Regions from separate parts of the Mus musculus genome. Here region 2 is linked to region 1. A link is a contact called in public HiChIP or PLAC-seq data. All regions are on one chromosome and are shown on one strand. The core of a region is the stretch at or near the end of the contact, and the rest is flanking DNA. Distances in the headings are between cores, read along the strand shown.

Evidence for each region. HiChIP or PLAC-seq counts read pairs in DNA pulled down with a chosen protein or histone mark.
Region 2: an H3K27ac HiChIP or PLAC-seq map of embryonic stem cells shows a contact between it and region 1, with 2.7 times the contacts expected there. The contact joins the promoter of Ttc17 here to the enhancer-like site in region 1. A contact is called at or near these places in 10 of 39 promoter capture datasets (the 3T3-L1 cell line, the C10 cell line, the HPC-7 cell line and 7 more), 1 of 484 Hi-C or Micro-C datasets (cortical neurons) and 7 of 115 datasets of contacts at active chromatin or transcription factors (bone marrow-derived dendritic cells, bone marrow-derived macrophages, embryonic forebrain and 3 more).

What each region holds. Positions count from the first base shown.
Region 1 is chr2:94,039,629-94,042,389 of GRCm38.p6, reverse strand. The region is part of intron 9 of Hsd17b12 (hydroxysteroid (17-beta) dehydrogenase 12); the gene reads left to right. Among named protein-coding and RNA genes, the nearest start is that of Alkbh3, 30 kb to the right of the region's middle. Within about 2 kb of position 1,494, at least 16 of the 459 cell types and tissues checked have an H3K27ac peak or open chromatin away from gene starts, as enhancers often do. A contact at or near this core is called in embryonic stem cells and extraembryonic endoderm stem cells, where this site is marked.
Region 2 is chr2:94,405,168-94,407,960 of GRCm38.p6, reverse strand. It overlaps Ttc17 (tetratricopeptide repeat domain 17), which reads left to right and starts at 1,272. Exons shown (of 25, transcript NM_183106.2): 1 at 1,272-1,454. The coding sequence starts at 1,296. 2810002D19Rik (RIKEN cDNA 2810002D19 gene) reads right to left here and starts at 1,254. Exons shown (of 2, transcript NR_027831.1): 1 at 995-1,254.

The DNA.
Region 1 (2,761 bases), core at 245-2,744:
ATCAGTAAATTTTAAATTATTTAATTTCATCCATCATTGTCTTCATTACTAAGATTCACTTGAGGTCTAAACTTAGAATGAATTACTAAGAAAAGGAAAATTCATATTTATGAAGAAAAACGTGGCTGTCCCACTGTGAAAATAAATCCCCGGATACTGAGTAGAGCAGAGAGCCCATGTTAAGCTGAAACGTAGCTGCTTTTCTCTGGGTGGTGTTTCTGTCTTCTAGGTTACGGACTGGGGGATTGAGTGCCTTGCTGCACCTTCTATTCCATCCCATGTTTCTTGGGTCATCTCGTTAACACACAGATCAAGTGACCTCGTTAACACAGAGATCGGTACTGCTGGCGTCTCTCACTGGCTATACCTGAAGCTTAGTATTGAATTCAGACCCCACAAGGCATCAGTGCTCTTGCTACTTATTTATGTTGAGGCTAGAGCAAACTGTGGAATGTCCTCTGTGTTCTCTGCCCTGTGAAGTGCCCATGACTCATTTTAACGCCTCTTTCCTCGAAGCTAGTTTCCTTAGATTCTCTGCCTGATAGGAATCTAATATGGCTAGAAACCACCCCACATCACCTCTTCAGGACTGTCTCACACTGCCGCCAAGCTCCTTCTGTCCCTGAGCTCTGGACAAAAGGCTCAGGTTCCAGTGCATCTTCCCTGAGTCCCTATCTCAGGCCTTAGACACTTGGATTTTCCTTCTTCCCGGAGCCTCACATGCCTCTGTCTGCTGCTGGGCCTGCTCACCAAGTGGTTTTTTTGTTTGTTTCTTTTCTTGAGAAAGTGTATTATAGTATAGACCAGGCTGGCCTTGAACTTACAAAGCACCTGCCTCTGCCTCCTGCCTGCTGGGTAAAAGCCATACACCAGCACTCCCAGGTTGCAATGTGTTCCTGAGCAAAGCTGTTTGCTACCTCGGTGTTGCTAATGTTCTCCCCCTGCCCCCTATCTTTCAACAACTGAAGACCGATGGGGAGGAGCAAAAGGAACTTGTGCATACATCCTTCAAAGAACAAAACTCACGTGAAATCTAAGTGAGGAGATAGGCGCTGGTCTGCCCTGTGCTCACTAGTAAATGCTGAGTGAGTGAGGAATAGCCAGGGCCACCTCAGCTCCCACAGTCCTCTTGGTTTCCTTCCTAAGTCATTTTTATTAAGAGATAATTTTAAAGCTATTTACAAAAAAAAAAAAAAAGTGGAGCTGGGCAGTGGTAGTACACGCTTAAATAATTAACTCCAGCACTTGGAAGGCAGAGGCGGGTTGATCTCAGAGTTCAAGGCCAGCCTGGTCTACAAAGCAAGTTTCAGGACAGCCAGGGCTATACAGAGAAACCTTGTGTCAAGAAGCTAAAAAGAAAACAAAACAAAGCCAGTTGTAGGCATAGACAGTACCAAGAAGAGCAGCCTGGTCTGTTTGCCCAGCTTTCCCCTTTGTTACTGTCTGACTCCACCTAGAGCCATTAGAGAGGCCTTAGACAGGAAGTCGGGTGTGCTCTTTCGCTTCGCCTCAGCTTCTTAGTGCACATCTGACAAGTTAAGTTCTTAGATAACTACAGCAACACTAAATGTGAGGTTGAATGCTGGTGTAACGTTATTGATTAGATGATCTGTGTTCACTGTTTTACCTCTTCTCTTGTTTATTCTTTTTCATTTTGGTTGGTTGGTTGGGGGGGGGTTGTTTTTGTTTTTGTTTTGTTTGTTTGTTTTTTGACACAAGGGCTCACTATGTAGCCCAGGCTAGCCTTGAACTCAGTCCTCCTGCCTTTGCCTCTGGAATGCTGGAATTTCCAGCATGCATCACCACACCCTGTAACACTCTTTTCAGTTTCCTTTTGTTTTCTGGTGCTGGGGGTTGACTGTAGCACCCCTAGGCAAGTACTAGACCAGTGCTCTGCCACTGACCTATGTTCCCAGCCATCTTTACAGTAATGTTTGATTCTCCAGAAAAGCATTTGGTCTAGAATCCGGTATTCCATTCTCCTGTTTCTTGTGTTTCTTTCTCTCTGGACTCTTTTATGCCACTGATGTTTTGGAAGAGCACAGCACTCCTCCCCACTCTTCTGTCTTGAGCATACCTCATTTAGGCTTATCTGACACAGCTTGTAGTTATCGGGTTATGCTTTTATGCCTACAGCAGGAAGGATATACTGCTGAATCCTTCTCAGGTTGTCACATGGGAAGACAGGAGTCTCTGTCTGTTGCACTAGTTGCCATCAGTGGGGAGACCCCTTAAAACATGCAAATATCTTACTTCCTTAGACAGTTTGCCTTAAGTTGTTAAATTTATATGTTAACCCTATATAATATATATAATTTATGTGTTAACCCTATATGCTTGCTTCACAAACTTGCCATATGAAGAGATAGCCTATCTGGATTTTAGTCCAGGTGAAAGCATGGAGACGTCAATAAGTCCTCCCCTGGTCCAGTCTAGTTTTGTGCAGACCTCATTGCCTGTGTGCTTAGAGATAGTGAGGAACAGACACTAAGCTCAGCGTCACCAGACCAAGATTATGAGTTCTGCTCTCACCCCTCAGTGGTCATCTGACCTGTACAAGATTTCTCTGTGGCTTTGCTCCTTAATTTTTGACTCCTAAAGGCAAACGAGGTGACTAATGTGACATATATAAAGGCATCAGAAACTGGGAAGTGATAGTATGTATAGAGAAGAGAGATGAAAAACAGAAGCAGTGTGCATTTATGGAACCCCTACAGTGTGCCCCATGCTCACTCACTGTTACCAAGAAGCAGTGTGCATT
Region 2 (2,793 bases), core at 23-2,522, 370 kb before region 1:
CAGCCCCAAGATATACCTTTTTAATAAAACGAATGTTCATTACACGGGTACTTTTAAGAAAAGCTGCCTAGTGAGCTGGGCCTGATGGTTCATGCCTGTATCCAGCATCAGGTGGTTGACACAGGTGGACTTAAAGGCCTGCCTGGGCTAAATAAATTCCAGGCAATTCAGGCTGCAAATGGGACTTCATTTCAAAAACAAAACAAACAAAATCAACAAAACCAAACTGCTCTCAGAAGAATTACAATGCCATAGCACAGTCTCTGTTCCCATAACATGAGGCAGACATTTGTTTCCTGCAACACATCTATGTAGGTGGCAGGGCACAATTTTTTTTTTTCTCAACAGAAAAAAAAAAAAGCATAACAGCTTTGTTACAAGATGATACGCCCACCATACTAGTAGGCCGACCTGAAATACCTATAATAACATACATTGGCAGAGCCTGGAACCTAAGCTGGTTAACAGCTACTGTACCTGTTGGTAGTGCGCCTCTTAAGTTTCAATATGCAAATCAATCACCTGAGACTTCTTTAAAACATACTCATAATGGCTGAGTCTACCCTCGGGGAAGGGAAGCCGCAGTGCTTACATATTTAATACAGTCCCCTCCCCGGAGATGCCACTATCTGGGTTCTACACCTAGGTCTTTAACTTAGACTAGAGCTGCCCACCAAAGTCCACAAGACACGTGGTGCTGCTGCTGTAAGACCCAAAAATCTGGCCACACTGGATGTAAGTGGTCTGTAAGGACACATCGCTTTCTAAATTTCGGAAGAAAAAGTATGCCGATCACATATACATAACTTGTAATGAGCTGATATTTTGTATTTGATAACGAGCTATTTTTTTAATTCGATGTGTGACATGCATTACACAGTACGACTGCGCCGCTTAACACTCCATTACGAGACTTATTAAAAAAAAAAAAAAAAGCCTCTCTCAGATAGTTGAAAAGTATAACTTTTATTGCCCTACCAGAAACAATACTTACTTTTTAAAAAGACCTTCACCGTCTTCTCACTTCTGCTCAAGCTCCACCTAGTTTTATTATCTCCCCTCCGATTCCCACGCTTGGGGATCTTATAGCCTCCAGAAAAACGATAACTAGAAAGCCGTTTCCAGCCCTGAGGTGTGGCAGGACCGGCTTCCCCGACCGAGAGTAAAGGGACCGGTATCGTCTCCGAGGCACTCCGCGGGCTCCTCCTCCAGTTCCAGAGGCGACCTCCCCAAGATGGCGGACCGCAAGGAGTCGCTTCCGCTTCCGGTGTGAGCAGCCCGGCCGGGGGGGCAAGATGGCGGCGGCAATAGGGGTCCGCGGCCGGTTCGAGCTGCTACCTCGCTCCGGCCCGGGTTGGCTTCTCAGCCTTTCCGCTTTGCTGAGCGTGGTGGCTCGAGGGGCCTTGGCCACTACGCACTGGGTCGTCACGGAGGACGGGAAGATCCAACAGCAGGTAGCGGCCAGGGTGCCCCCTCTCTGCCCGCGCCCGATCAGGGGGAATCCCGGAGCCGGGCCCCTGGGTGGCTCCGCGCGGCCCCGCCCCCAGCTTGGCTTCCCACGGTCCCGGCCCACGGGCCGAGGCTTCCTGCGCTCCGACCTGGCGCCGCCCCCTCCCCTCTGGTCCCCTCGCCCCGGCTCCGCCGTGGGGAACTTCTCAGCCTTCCACCTTGGGGCCGCGCGCCGTCCCGGAACCGACCCCGGGGAGCTGAGACTTGAGCTCCCGGGTTAGGAGTCACGGATTCATCATTAGTTCTGCCTTTGGAGCCGCTGGACCAGGACCCGCGCGCCACCACCTCTCCCCGAGGAAGTAGAAAGCAGGTGGCAGTGCCGGGGAGTGTGCGCGTCCCAGGCCGGTGACAGCCAGGGTGGCATTAGTGAATGGATGGATCTTTTAATGCGCCTCCTCCAGCCTTGTCTCCCACTGATGGGATTTGTTTCGCGATGTGGTGGTTTGAGGCTGTGCCGTTAGCCAGGTCATTAGGGGCTCTTTAAAGACAACCCATTCTTGCTCCTTCTGAAGGAATGCCAGAAGATGCATGCCTCTGGTGGCGGTGCCCGCATCATTCAGTTCTTAAGTGCCCTCATTTCCCGGTGTATTTTACATTGCTTCCTAGTTCCTTTGACCCAGCCCGGCACTCAGCATTTGCAGTTTACTAGATTACCTATGCTTGAACTGATTTCTCAGAGGAGTGACCGCTTTTCTTATATAACTTTCTGATGCCTGCATCTGCATTTGCTTTCATACTGCTGATGCTTTAAGGACTGCGTGTGTGTGTGTGTGTGTGTGTGCGTGTGTGTGTGTGTGTGTGTGTGTGTGTGTGTGTGCGCGCGTGCTCGCGCGCGTGCTTCACCACAGAATCTTGTAAACTTAATGACTTCCAGCGCTTGACAACAATCAGGAAATGTCCAGGAGCCATTTAAAAAGTGAAGTGTGTACCCCTTGCAATTTAAGCATACTGACTCATGTTTTAACCAAAGGCGAGAGAGAGAAACTGATCCTTTTGATTAACTGTAGAAACACATCGCATGGTTTATATTTAAGATGAGACATTTCACAATGCAGCAAACCTAAACAAAATTTTTAAAATGCCCACACTTTGTGTTTCCAGTGTACTCTTTCCTCGAGTGTATTTATATCAAACTCCCGATTTAAAGGATTTCTTTTTCATGGATATTAAGTTCAAGATCCAAGTTAATTTTCATTAGCCTCCAACTGAGAGTTTAAAAATGTCAGAACCCCTAGAAAAATACAGTAAGGCTGCCTTTCCAACGTAAGATTGGAAATCCTGCAC